Regions from separate parts of the Sus scrofa genome. Here region 2 is linked to region 1. The links are chromatin contacts, called in public HiChIP or PLAC-seq maps. All regions are on one chromosome and are shown on one strand. The core of a region is the stretch at or near the end of the contact, and the rest is flanking DNA. Distances in the headings are between cores, read along the strand shown.

Evidence for each region. HiChIP or PLAC-seq counts read pairs in DNA pulled down with a chosen protein or histone mark.
Region 2: a contact with region 1 is called in an H3K27ac HiChIP or PLAC-seq map of skeletal muscle, with 4 times the contacts expected there. The contact joins the promoter of PPIL3 here to the promoter of AOX2 in region 1. A contact is called at or near these places in 1 of 5 promoter capture datasets (fetal skeletal muscle), 2 of 47 Hi-C or Micro-C datasets (embryonic fibroblasts and skeletal muscle) and 2 of 2 datasets of contacts at active chromatin or transcription factors (alveolar macrophages and skeletal muscle).

What each region holds. Positions count from the first base shown.
Region 1 is chr15:104,407,841-104,415,157 of Sscrofa11.1, forward strand. AOX2 (aldehyde oxidase 2) reads left to right here and starts at 2,847. Exons shown (of 35, transcript NM_001308472.1): 1 at 2,847-2,938; 2 at 4,659-4,757; 3 at 5,662-5,770. The coding sequence starts at 2,847.
Region 2 is chr15:104,579,009-104,586,325 of Sscrofa11.1, forward strand. PPIL3 (peptidyl-prolyl cis-trans isomerase-like 3) reads right to left here and starts at 4,744. Exons shown (of 6, transcript XM_013984381.2): 1 at 3,685-4,744; 2 at 1,674-1,748. The coding sequence starts at 3,687. It overlaps NIF3L1 (NIF3-like protein 1), which reads left to right and starts at 4,728. Exons shown (of 7, transcript XM_003133583.6): 1 at 4,728-4,800; 2 at 6,351-6,825. The coding sequence starts at 6,390.

The sequences.
Region 1 (7,317 bases), core at 1,597-4,096:
CAAGCATTCTATTCTACAACATACCTTGTAGAATCAAGCAACATACCTTGATTCTCAAACTCAGGAAGATAAGAAATGGAGCTTTTTTTTTTTTTTGGCAACCCCTTATTTATTTTTTTAATTTTTTATTATGATTGATTTACAATATTCTGTCAATTTCTTTGTACAGCAAAGTGACTCCATCATACATATATATGTACGTTCTTTTTTTCACATTATCCTCTATCATGTTCCATCACAAGTGATTAGATATATAGTTTCCTGCGCTATGCAGCAGAATCTCATTGCCCATCCACTCCAAATGCAAGAGTTCTCACCTACTAACCCCAGATTCCCAACCCATCCCACTCCCTCTGCCTCCCTACCAGCAAACACGAGTCTGTCCTATATGTCCATGATCTATTAACAAACCAGAAAAGATCATGGGTTTTCTTTATTTTTCTATTTATGAACTTAATTTTCTGTGGAGTTTCCGTTATACAGGAGTAGTTGAAATTTTTTTTGGTTTGGGGTTTTGTTTTTTGGTTTTTTTTTTTGTCTTTTAGGGCCGCTTACATGGCATATGGAGGTTCCCAGGCTAGGGGTCAAATTGGAGCTACGGCTAACAGCCTACGCCACAGCCACAGCAACTAAGAATCTGAGCTGCGTCTGCGACCTACACCACAGCTCATGGCAATGCTGGATCCTTAACCCACTGAGCAAGACCAGGAATTGAACCTGAGTCCTCATGGATCCTAGTCGGGTTTGACCACTGAGCCACGACAGGAACTCCAGGAGTAGTTGAAATGTAATTGCAATTTCCAGCCGCCCTATTTCCCTGAGTTGCAGTTACGTTCCAGGAGGAAACTTTGACATTTCTCCGGCATCCTCCCCTCCAGGCCTCACCATCAGTCCATAAAGGCCGCAAGATCACCCTCAGTGCCGCCTGCCAGGCCCATGCCTCTCATGCGTCTCTATCTGCCTCTCAAGGGAGCCGTTCTATGGCTCCAAGGCATGCGGCTTTCCTGGGGTCTTGCCCACCTCTCCTCCAGGGCCCCTCAGCTCCCAATCCCACAAACCTAACTAGGGTTTGGTCATGTACCCCCACCCCCACCCCACGTGGGGGCTCGGCCCAAGGAATGAGCGAGCACACAGAGCCTCTATATTCTTCCCATCACTTCCGTTCAAGCTCTCTCTCCTGTATCCAGTCTCCACAGCCAGCAGCCACCATACTTTCTTCCAAAACTCACTCACGAGCTGAGTCCTTACTGGCTTGTTCCATTAGCCTAGGCTTTGGAACCTCCTTGCTCTATGTTCTGTCCCACATCCCTTCTGATTCATAAGCCCGGGAGGAAGCGGCTGCAGCCAGAACAGGGAATAAGTCAAGGGCTAGAGGAAATACGGACTGTGTGGTAGGGGTAGAGTCAGCTAGATAATACAAATATTATCCAACCACATTCTCATCAAATGCTTTCAAAGGACTTGGGATAGGAGTAAGGGCAGGCAGAGGAGGCTGCTTCTGGCAGTGATAGCAGCCCCCTGGAGATCCAGAGAGCAGCTGAATTGCAATATCTCAACTTGGAAACAGCTTCCTGCACTTTTTTTATTCTTTGAGGGCTACACAAGTTCATGTTTTTCTTCTGGGGAGAAAGAAGAATGTCACATGAACAGCCCACTGTAGCTCCCCTCCCTCTGTTGCATCAGAATGGTTGTAGATATTGGCAGGACACCCAAAGACAAAGTCACAGGAAACAAGCAAATAAGAAAGACGCACCAAGGAAGGCCCCTCCATGGTTCAAGAGTGCTAAATCCCCCACTTTTCTTTCTTTCTTTCTTTCTTTTTTGTTTCCTTTTTAGGGCCGCACCCGTGGCATATGGAGGTTCCCAGGCTAGGGGTCCAAGCAGAGCTGCAGCCACCACAGCCACAGCAACACCGGATCCTTAACCCACTGCGCGAGGCGAGGGATCGAACCCGAAACCTCGTGGTTCCTAGTCAGATTCGTTTCCGCTGTGCCATGATGGAACCCCAAAATCTCCCACTTTTCAAGTTGAGGGAGGCAGGAATTCTCGTGTTCCTCCAGAACCTCCGTGGGTTCCAAGCTGGGCTCACAAAGCATACCATTAACCATGCTGCCATGAGGGGATTGGCATCCTCGGGGGCTACACCAGGGTGGCAGCACTTCCCCTGCTTCCCCTTTCTGCCACCAATTCTTGGGATCCCTGATATTATCAAAATGTGCTCCCCACAGGAGTTGTCTCAGAAGTGCCAGAATATTAATTCTTGGAGTTCTCACTGGGGCACAGTGGGTTAAGAATCCAACAGCAGCAGCTCTGGTCACTGTGGAGGCACAGGTTCGATCCCCAGCCTGGCACAATGGGTTAAAGGATCTGGTGTTGCCATAGCTGCAGCATAGGTCTCAGCTGTGACTCGGATTCGATCCCCGGCCCAGGAACTTCCATATGCCAAGGAGGCAGCCTTTAAATAAAAAAAATTAAAAAAAAAAGAATTGAAACTCTTCCTACTCAAGCTTCTTCTCTCAAGAACCCCCTGACACACACACACACACACACACAGCATCCAAGTCCTTCCCCAATTTGAAACATTTCAAGAGTACAAAAGCCTGACGTGGCTGAGTGGGAAGACTCCACAAAATTAGATAGTGGAGCAAACATGAAGAATGAAACTCCCAGGGCATCTTACACTGTGGTGGTTCCCAGCTCTCATCATGTAGATGAGCGTTGTTGCACAGTTGCTCGGCGAGTCTCCTACTCTATGAACATATGCAAAAGTTGCCTTTAGAGCACACACAAAAAAAGAGGCAAATGAATGCCGGCCACGGCAGGCATTCCGCTGGGTCACCCACTCCATGCCCACCATCATCTCTTTTCTGTTGCTAACGCAGGTGATCGAGAGGAATGCGGACCCAGAAGTCACGCTGCTGACCTTCCTACGAAAGAACTGGACCCTTTTGATCCATCTTGGCCATGTCTTATGTTTGCCTTAAAATTTAGGCCAGCTGAGATTATCAGAATTAATCCGATCTTTCCACCCCCCACAGCCAGGCCCCTTGGCTCTTGCTCTCTAATTGCTTTTGGAACTGGTTCTAAGCATATTAAGTTAATTGAGCTATTTGGAGAGGATAAAGTTTCCCCAGAGTTTCCTTATATCTCGATTTAATAGCCATGAAATAGAAGCTAAGCTCTTTACTTCAGGACTAATTATTCTTTTAAGGGCCTTCTGATCCCCAAGAGAGTGATTATGCAATAGAGGTTTGTGTTGCACATCCCCTGCCCTGGAGGACAACCAAGATCTCCAGATTCAGGGAGAGCACCTGTCGTAAGAAAAGATTGCCTTTCTCGACATCTGTTTTCTCACCGCAGATTTCCCCCCACCATTCTATACTCTGAAATGTAGATCTTCATGATGGCAAACCTATCTTAATTGGTAAATCGAATGGATCTCGCAGAGAAGCCCCCCCAAAAGATAGAAATTACAAGCTTTATTGGAAAGCCTACACAGCTTTTAATTTATGGTGACTGTTTGAAAATTAGGAAATCTCATATTTAAAAAATAGGAGTTTCTCATGCAACAAGGGGAAGATAGTCCTTCCTGCCTGGCAGCGGTCTTGCTTAGAGCTGAGTGGGGGACTGTCGGTCACCACCCACTCCCCTGTCGTCTAAAGTGGAGCACAAGCTCTCCAGTTATACCCAACCCACTCCACTCATTCACAGACCTCTCTGATAAGCATTTATGGTTATGACCTAACTTCAGTGAACAAGCTATATGGCTTTGAAAAAAAAAAAAGAGTCAATGATTCTGAAGTGTTTGTAGCCAGTCTAGGTAGTTACATCCAATCCATAAACTGGGTGGAAATAGACCACAATGAGGGAGAAGGATGGCTAAAGAGAGGGGGCAGAGGCTGAGGCTTGCGATTGGACCAAACAGGAGCAAAGGTGGGATTTGAAAATAAGGATGGATGGAGTTCCTGTCGTGGCACAGAGGAAACAAATCCGACTAGGAAAGATGAGGGTGGGTTAAGGATCCAGTGTTGCCATGAGCTGCGGTGTAGGTCACAGACACGGCTCGGATCTGGCCTTGCTGTGGCTCTGGCGTAGGCCGGCAGTTATAGCTCCAATTAGACCCCCTATCCTGGGAATCTCCATATGCCGAGGGTACAGCCCTAAAAAGACAAAAAGACAAAAAAAAGAAAAAGAAAAGAAGGATGGGGGTTTTCTCTGAGGGCTCACTCACTTGGTATCAAATGCAGTACAAATTACTGGGCAAAACTAGCAATACATTAAACTGCTAAATGGAAATTTCTCTTCCAGTTAGATGATTAACCCAGAAGAACATCTATAATGAAATAGGATTTTTTCCCAAGGGTTTTTACTTCTGTTATCCAGCAAGATGCTTATGACAAGCCTGTGAAGATAGGGTAGGTATTGCTTTTCCCTCGCTGCAAGTGCAGCGGCTAGTTGGCTGCGACCTTCCAGCGTCACAGCTGGTAAGATACCGAGGGGCCCCGACCCAGGCCTGGAGGCAGGGGAATGACTTCTCAGACTTGCACGTCACCCCCCAAAGGAGATCTTTTCTCACCTGCAACACCTCAGGGAGGGAGGCAGCTCTACTGGAGGGGACGTGTCTACCTGGGAGTCTTTTCCTTGACAGCCCCCCTCCCAGTACGCCTCACAGGAACCAAGTATGCCTGCGGAAGAGGAGGCTGTGGTGCCTGCACCGTGATGGTGTCGAAGCGAGACCCCGTGTCCCAGAAGATAAGGTATCTGCCCAGACGCCCAGAGGCCAGGCTTGCATTCTCATCTCCCAGCTGAGAAAGGTTTCTAAGGACCTTCTGGTCTTGTGGTTCTCACCCTCTCTAAGTCTTAGACCCCTCTGACAATCTGATAAAGCTATGAGATTTTACAAAAACTAATAACATTTTGCACCCACTTTCCAGGAGATCATGGACCTCCCAAGACCCAGCAATGCATCCCAGGTTAAGAAACCCCAATTTAGGCTAACCATTCACTGTACACATGGGGAAACAGAGGCTTAAAAGGATGAAGTAACTGTTTCGAGGTCATATAACTAGTAAGCCATGGAACAAGGACTTGAACTCACATTTTCTGGCTCTGACGCTAATGCTTTTTCTACTGTTGGGCTGGACCCAGGCCATGACTCCATCCTTTCATTAAGGGCCAGATTCCAGGCCTTGGGCTGCTCCCAAATCCACTGGCCCAAGAAATCAAGAAATGGCCTCAGGACACTGGCCATCCCACACTGCCGAATGACCTTACACAGAGAGTTTAAAATGAACAAGCAAAAAAAGTCTTAAATGTGGTTAAAAAACAAAGCCTTTTACCTGTTATGGGACCACTGTCCTGATGAATACTAGTTAGAATATTGCCCATGAATCCAGACCCAGGAAGACCTCTTCTGGGCTTGGCAAGGTGTTCTGAGGTCAGAATGCCCATATCACCCCTAAGGATCCCCAGTTCTTACAGATAGTACAGAGTCAGCAGGGAGGACTCTAAATTCTCCCTTCCAGCCACACCTCCAGTTGCTCATCGTCTGGGCTGAGTGATGGGCTTGGGGGGGTTTCTGTTGCCCTTTTTGGTTCCCAGTTCGCACCCAGGCAGAACTACATTATTCCTTTTGATTTTCCTTGTGTTTCTCATATAAAGACACTTCTCTGTCACCGCATGCCTGGTGCCCATCTGCTCTCTGTATGGAGCTGCTGTCACCACTGTGGAAGGAGTTGGAAGCATCAAAACCAGGCTTCACCCCGTGCAGGTGAGAGCGTACAGCCTAACTTTCTCACTGCTTCACTCTGTCTTTCTAATCAATGCCGTGTTGGCTGTACCTCCTAGGGCTTTGAGATTGCAGTCCTGTAAGTAGAAGCTTTGGATGCATATTGATCAAGATAATAATAACTGTTAAGTGATTTGAAAGAAAGCTAAAGATAATGCATATTTCATTAGAAGATTGTATTTCATCTGACTTTTTTCTGCTTGAATGATAACAGTGTGATCAAAACATTGATTAATGCCTATTAGACTGTGATGCAGAATAAATATTGCACAAAGGGTATTATGCATAGAATAAAACATCTCTGAGGCTAATAGGGTAAAATTCAGGATTATTCCCTGTGGCATGGAGCTCTTTGGAGTAAAATCAGAATTGAGGGTGACTGTACCTGAGCACGAGGACAATTATTTCTCCAATTCTTAACTTGAAGCTGGAACACAGAGACTGGTTTTAAGAGTACCGTGACATGTGTTGGCAGAAAGACATCACTTCCTCTGTTATTGTCACGGGGGTTTGGAAAGTTACACATCCAGACCGACTAACACTGCGAATCCTTCTAGGCAGGAGGAGCCTGGATTTTAACCATGTGAGAATCAATTCCAGGAAGGTCAGCAAAGGCAAAGGCCCCAGCTGAACATACTAGCATCTCTGAGAAGGTCAGAGAAGATGGTCTCACCAAGGCTGATAAACCTGAATCCAAGAATTACACTACATTCTGAATCCAGAGCAGGGCTTCCCAAGCTTTAATGGGCCCAGGAATCAAATAAGTGGGAGCAGACCCACAACTTCTTACTGTACCTTTAGGATAGCGAAATAAGGACATTTGGACATTTGCCCAGTTGAGGCTGTAACCCTCTGAGTACACAATTATTGTGTTACGGACTCACACTTAAAAGAAAAGCATGCAGGAGTTCCCGTCGTGGCGCAGTGGTTAACGAATCCGACTAGGAACCATGAGGTTGCGGGTTTGATCCCTGGCCTCGCTCAGTGGGTTAAGGATCCGGCATTGCCGTGAGCTGTGGTGTGGGTCACAGACACGGCTCAGATCCCGAGTGGCTGTGGCTCTGGTGTAGGCTGGAAGCTACAGCTCTGATTGGACCCCTAGCCTGGGAATCTCCATATGCCACGGCAGCGGCCCAAGAAATGGCAAAAAGACCAAAAAAAAGAAAAGGAAAAAAAAGAAAATCATGCACCTGCAATGTGAGCAAAGGCTATCAAATGAGTGAAAGAAATCTTTTCTAAATATTAAAAATAATAATAATAAGCTGGGAGCTTGTTAAAAAAAAAAAAGCAGATTCTGGGTCAAGAGGTTTGGAGCCGAAGCATGAGGTACCATGTTTCCCACAAGCTTCCCAGGGTGGAACGAACACTTCTGGTCCACAGACTACACTTTAAACAGCAAAGATCTAGGATACAGACCAAAATCTTGGACCTTTGAGAATAGGGCTCCTTTGAGCCAATACAAAATAATTCAAAGAAGAGAGTAAGGCAAAATCAATAGTGGAGAATCCCGGAGTTAATCAGAAAGCGGT
Region 2 (7,317 bases), core at 3,494-5,993, 170 kb after region 1:
TCCCACTGTGAATCAGTGGGTTAAGAACCTGACTAGTATCTGTGAGGATGTGGGTGTTGCTGTGGCTGTGGCGTAGGCTGGTGGGTACTGCCCTAATTCAACTTCCACAGTGCAGCCCTAAAAAGACAAAAAATGTATTTCCATTATTCTCTATCTCAGTACTTTATTACCTTCAAGGCACTATCACTCTCCAGAATTACTTTTTTTCTAGAATGAATTTTTACCCCCTGCCTATCTTCCCAGGTAGAATATTGGCTCCACAAGAGCAAGGACTATCTCTTGTTCATTACTGTAGTTCCAGATGCTGGGAAGATAGCCTTTCACAAATAAATTGTTGAATGAAGATATATAGAGCTGACTCTTTTTCCTTCTATCCTTGTCACTTTAACAAATGAAGTAATGTATGGAACAATTCTCTTATCTAATATCTAATGATTATTTATACTTCCTGAGGAAAATAAGCCAAAAGAAAAAGATACCAACCACTCTATGGGTAAAGTTATCCTTTTTGTTTGTTTGTTTTTTGCTTTTTAGGGTTTCACACATAGCATATGGAAGTTCCCAGGTTAGGGGTCAGATTGGAGCTGCAGCTGCCTACCTACACCACAGCCACAGCAATGCTGCATCTGAGCCACATCTGTGACCTACACTATAGCTCACGGCAATGCCCATCCTTAACCCACTGAGCAAGGCCAAGGATCAAACCTGGATCCTTATGGACAGCAGCAGGATTTGTTACCACTGAGCTACAACTATCCTATCTATCCTTTCTTTGATCCCCCTTTGACATCAGAAAAGGAAGTGGAAATTAATCCAGAAATTATGATTGCTGGTTTTTCTTGAGAATGGTTTTATAGAAAAGGTTTTTTGAATGTTGTTTAAGTTAGATGACTCAATTTCTTTTTTTCTTTTTCTTTTTTTTGTCTTTTTAGGGCCACACCCGTGGCATATGGAGGTTCCCAGGCTAGGGGTCTAATCAGAGCTGCAGTAGCCGGCCTACACCAGAGCCAGAGCCACATCAGATCTGAGCCTTGTCTGCGACCTACACCACAGCTCACAGCAACGCTGGATTCCTAACCCACTGAACAAGGCCAGGGATCAAACCCACGACCTCATGGTTCCTAGTAAGATTTATTTCTGCTGTGCCACGACGGGAACTCCCAGATGACTCAATTTCACAATGGTTATCCTTCCCGCTGTATAGCACAGGAAACTATATCCAAGCACTTGTGATGAAACATAATGGAAGATAATGTGACAGAAAGAATGTATATATATGTATAACTGGGTCGCTTTGCTGTATGGCAGAAATTGACAAAACATTGTAAATCAACTATAATAAAAACAAATTAAGAGATTTCCCACTGTGGCTCAGTGGTAACGAACCTGAACAGTATCCATGAAGACTTGGGTTCAATCCCTAGCCTCGCTCAGTGGGTTAAGGATCTGGTGTTGCTGTGGACTTTGGTGTAGGTCACCGACAAGGCTCAGATCCAGCATTGCTGTGGCTGTGGCACAGGCTGGCAGCTGCAGCTCCAATTCAACCCCTAGCCTGAGAACTTCCATATGCCACAAGTGCGGCCCTAAAAAAACAAACAAAAAAACCCCACCTAATTAATTAATTAATTTAAAAAATAGTTATCGTGTTGCATTATGTACATTATGGTACTCACTTCACAGGTTTTGGGTGTCCTCTCACAGAAGACTTCTATTTTAATATCACCGACATCGGTATGCAAAGTCACCGACTAAAAAGGAGAGAGAAATGTGAGAACAAATGAGATTTCTTCAGGTGACCTTACCCACTATCATTTCCCAAACTAGATATTAAAATGACTATGTGAATAAAAACAGAAACACTATGTCAGAGATTATCCATCTACAAAACAGTTCTGAGAGATAAGTTGTATTTCTTCAAAATTTATTTCTGCAATAGGAAAAAAATTCCAGAAGATAAATACAAATGTTAAGGTAAAATAGTATCTATGCTAAGACTTTAGGAGAACATATTGTGAAGGAAATAATTATTTCAAGTTTTAATTTTTCACCACTAAAAAACAGTTTGGGGATTTCCCTGGTGGCTAGTGGTTAGGACTGGGTTCAATCCCTGGTCTAGGACCTGAAATCCCACATCAAGCCACTGCATGCCACGGTAAAAAATAAATTAATAAAATAAAATAAAAATTTTAAATTTTGGCCTTGCCCACGGCATGAGGAAGTTCCTGGAACAGGGATCAAAACATGCCACAGCAGCAACCCAAGCCACAGCAGTGACAATGCCAGGTCCTTAACCCACTGCACCACCAGGAAACTCCCAATAAAAACAATTTTTAGGTTAGTATTACTGATTTAAATGGCAATTCACTAAGTCATTAGTATTTATTGAGAAATAGTAAGAAAACAACTTTTACAACCAGAGTTTTCCCCATTTCTCTTATGTAATTTGTGAGGGAGTTAAAGAAACAACTTCTTTCTCCACTAAAGACAACAGAAATAAAAAGCGTCAGTGTTTTCAGATCCTAAATGTGCAGAGGTAACCAGAGTACTCTTGCTTGCTTGCTTTTTGTTTGTTTAATCTGTTGTTTTGGTAGCTAGAATACTCCTTTTGTTACCCCATTCCAGAGAGGGTAGAAAAATTCTGAGGCTTCCTTTTTAATTTCTCTTCTTATAGTAGTATCTAGTAGTCAGACTATGACCAGGCTGAAGACAGAGAGCAACGGTGTGTGTGTCTGTGCATGTGTGTAGGGTGGGGGATGGTAGGGCAAATTGTTTTCCTTCTACCTCAAGCTCTAGTTGTCCACGTCGGATCAAGAGAAAAAGGATCCCAGGAGTTCCCATCGTGGCTCAGCAGAAACGAATCTGACTAGGATCCATGAGGACGCAGGTTCGATCCCTGGCCTTGCTCAGTGGATTAAGGATCTGCCAGAGTCGCTGTGAGCCATGGTGTAGGTCAAAGATGTGGCTCAGATCTCACATTGCTGTGGCTGTGGCATTGGCCAGTGGCTACAGCTCTGATTTGACCACTAGCTCGGGAACCTCCATATGCTGTGGGTGCAGCCCTAAAAAGACAAAAAAAAAAAAAAAAAAAAAGAGAGAGAGAGAGTAAAAGGATCCAATTAAAATGATCACAACTAGCTATGCTCTTCTGCTCCTGCAATACCCGCTTTCCATCTCAAATTCATTTTGTAATCAATCTTTCTCCATAAAAGGTAAATTCTGTGTGTTTTAAATGAAAAAGTAAGGATTTAAAATTTTTTTTAAAATTTTTTTTAGGGCTGTGCTGAAGGCATATGGAGGTTCCCAGACTAGGGGTTGAATTGGAGCTACAGCTGCTGGCCTACACCAAAGCCATGGCAACCTGGGATCCAAGCCAAATCTGCAACCTACACCACAGCTGACGGCAACACGGGATCCTTAACCCACTGAGCAAGGCCAGGGATCGAACCTGAATCCTCATGGAGGCTAGTCAGATTTGTTACCACTGAGCCACAATGGGAACTCCGAAAAACATAAGAATTTTAAAGTGATTTTGTTTCGGTTTTGTTTAGAATCATTTTATACTCTACACTTCTACAGCTTATCATTTGTCTTGTCATTGAAATCTCCATGCAGTTTTATTTCCCTTGACTAGATTTCTAAAAATTATATATACAAAGACATTCATAAGAATTCTATAAAACTTACCATTTTTCTTCTTGATGGTTTCAGGATGTACTGTTACTTTCTTACAGTTTATTGACAGAAGTTCAAAAACGAGCCTCTATTTCCAAAAGAAAAAGAATTAATTCATTTCCCTCTTTTAACTCAAACATGCTCATGTTTCCTGCATATTTAAAAGAAAAATTCTCGAGGAGAACAGATCCCTCCCAAGTAATCCGGTTGTGGAAGCGATCAAGCAATCCTACTCATCTCCAGCCCCTAAACTCCTACTTCCCCTGCTTACTCTTCAAGAAGAGTCTGATACATTTCTGCCTTAAGCCTAGCATTGGGTTTTCCCTTCGCCTGGAACACTTACACTCAGTACGGCTATTTCCCTCACCTCCAAGTCGCTGCTCAAAAGTTAAGTCTCATTGACCTGATAAATCTATTTAATACTGTCTTAAAGATTTCCTTTCCCTAAAGCACTTAGCACTAATATATTATATGCTTTAATTGCTTAATTCAACAACACCCTCCCCTCCAGAATACTCACTCCAAGCAGCTTAAAAACTAAAGCATAGAGCGCTCTTCCAGTGTTCAAGTGAATGAAAGAGTAAGTGACGCTACCCCATACTTACTTAACCACTTCACTGAATACAGATATTTTTTTAGTCAAGAAATAGATTAAGATAGGAAGCTTGTGAGAAATTCAAGTGGTCAGGCAAGGAGGCTCTGCCCACAGCTGTTGTTAAAACAGCAAAGATTCAATAACAGGTGCTCCGGAGAGTCTGTAAATTCCAAGAAAGTTTCTTCAGGCCGCCACCCGGAAGTCGAGCAGGAGACCCACTTAGGAGAACGCCCCTCCTCTGCTCACCTCCTTCCTCCTCCTCCCTATCCCAAACCCAACCGACCAGAACGAGGGAGAGGATGTAATTTATCCCCATCAGGAACTCCTTTGACCTTAGAGAACTTCTTAAATAATCACACTAGGACAAAAGGCGTAATGTTGGGCAATCCCTACAGGCGCCCCTGAACTCAGATGCAAAATAGGAAAGACCTCTTCCGCCCAGCTCCCCCGCCCCGCCCACTTTTACGCCTCCAGGAAGTTCTGCGCAGGACCGGAAGTAGCGCTCTTGGCAACCTGGGACTGGTGATTCTCCGGTGGGTTAGATTCCTGCGTGCGGCAATGAGGCCCTGTCGGCGCGCTGTGGCCCTTGCAGGCTGAGGTTTTGGGGGTGCTGCCGCGAAAGGAGGCGGGGGAGGAGATAGGCGCAGAAAACCGGTTTGCTGCACCAGAGCCTAGGGTTCTAGAGCGGCCAGGGTCCTGACTCGCGGCTTGCCCACTGTGCTCCCCGCACTTTTAATTGTTCTGGAAAAGGCTTGAAGTGGGGCTGAAATAAGAGGGCGAGGTTCACAGGCTGTAAAGTGGGTCCTGCTAATAATACTTATTAACAAGCAGTGCTGACTTTAGGCCAAGCATTTTCTCCAACTTTACGGTGAAATCTTGCGACGATACCGTGAGCTGAACGCTATTCTATTCTTCAGAGATGGGAACCGCAGAGATAGAGTAATCTGTTTAGACAGCTGCGGCTCGGGGAGTCAGTCTGGTTTTAGGGTCAGGTGCCCTTCACACTGTGCCCTGCTGCCTCCTATTCTTGTTAATGAGCTACGCAGCTTGTAGATTCATAGGAAATGGTGGTTTTGTTATTTCCAAGGGCTGCTTCAGATCTAACAATAGATAACTCAAAACCAGTGTGGTGGCCCACTAGAGCTTCACTTTAGCGCTTGCCAGATTTAGAAGTCTGGGGAGTTGGAGTAGTGTCAGGGAATCTGGAGAGTGGAAGTGGTATAAGGACCCTTAGAAGATCTTCAAAGACCCCAGGCTCCAGTGGTTTGTGGAGGCTCCACATGACTCCAAACCATATACTGAATATGGTTTGGGGCCCATTTGCTGCCCATTCATAGAGTGATCCACGTACGCATCCCATGATTCTGGCTGCTGACAAAACACTTCATTTTTAAAATATGTTGTTGTTACTTTTTTCCCATAAAGCACCTTTTAATGTTTGTCTCTACCACCATAACTTAATTCTGCTGTGATAAGGGAATGGAGACTGTGCCGGTCTGTGCAGTAAGCATTTAGCACTGGCCTGTATTGGTGATACTGAGATACAGAAGAGATAGTTCCTGTTCTCTGGTAGCTTGCCAGTACTGTGGGAGACAGAAAACAGGAATGTAACATAAGAAAAACTAGGGCAGAAGCAGGTGGGATGGGGGAGGGGGACACAGAAAAGGAAGGTTTGTTAAGAAAAGCTTTATTTAGGAAGTCAAAGGGGACTTGGAAAGAAGGGTAATAGAGAAATGGAGAAGGCTGGTTCAAGCAAGGATGGGGTGAGCAAGAACAAGGATGTGGGGTGGGGGCAGGAAGGAGATGAACATAATTGTGTGTTATCTACCAGGCTTGTTCCTGGTGACTTAAACATAGTAATCCATTTGCTTCTCCAGATGGCCCGTGAGGTAAGTTATAGTCCCTCCATTTTGTAGATTCGAAGACAAGCTCAGAGGAGTTAAATGACTTAGCTATGATACGACGTGCTGGTAAGTAGCAAAGCCAGTACTTGAACCTCGGTTGAAGGATGGCAGCTCTTCTGCTCATATGCTTTGCTGTCTCAAAGGTCAGAGTCTGAAGTGCACGTGTATTTCATTTTCAGTGTTTTGACATCAGATACTCGGTTTCACCTGACTTCTCTATGTTGTTATCCCGTGTACGCCTGGCCTCCACGACAGTCCGATTTGTTCATTCCCTGATCTGCAGTTCTTCCCGTTCCTTCATGGATTTGAAGGCCCTCCTTTCTTCCTTGAATGACTTTGCATCCCTCTCATTTGCTGAAAGTTGGGACAATGTTGGATTACTGGTGGAACCAAGCCCACCACACACGGTGAGCACCCTCTTCCTCACCAATGACTTGACAGAGGAAGTGATGGAGGAGGCACTGCAGAAGAAGGCCGATCTCATTCTCTCCTACCATCCGCCCATTTTCCGACCCATGAAGCGAATCACCTGGAAAAGCTGGAAGGAACGCCTGGTGATCCGGGCACTCGAGAACCGAGTTGGGATCTACTCTCCTCACACAGCCTATGATGCTGCCCCCCAGGGAGTCAACCACTGGTTGGCTAAAGGGCTTGGTGAGAAGCCTATTGGTCTTTCATGCTTAGTATTTTCCCTACCAATGATGTGAAATTTTAGAATGTCTTTCCTGTAGTGTGTTAACCACTATAAGGGGGAGGACCATTATTCTGTTTTTATGTATTTTAAAATAATCTTGCTGAAACTTGACAGTTAAATTGCACTGAAAAATGAAAATTTGGGGAGTTCTCTTGTGCTGTAATGGATTAAGGATCCCCGGCATTGTCACTGCAGCAGTCCAGGTTGCAGCTGTGGCTGGGAATTTCCAAGGGCTGTGGGTGCAGCCAAAAAAAAGTGTTTTGTTTTGTTTTCTTTTCTTTTTCTCTTTTTATCCTTAATGAATAAGGAGTTCATCAGAAGTCTTTATTTATTTATTTATTTATTTGTCTTTTTGCTATTTCTTTGGGGCTGCTCCCACGGCATATGGAGGTTCCCAGGCTAGGGGGGGTCGAATCGGAACTGTAGCCACCGGCCTACGCCAGAGCCACAGC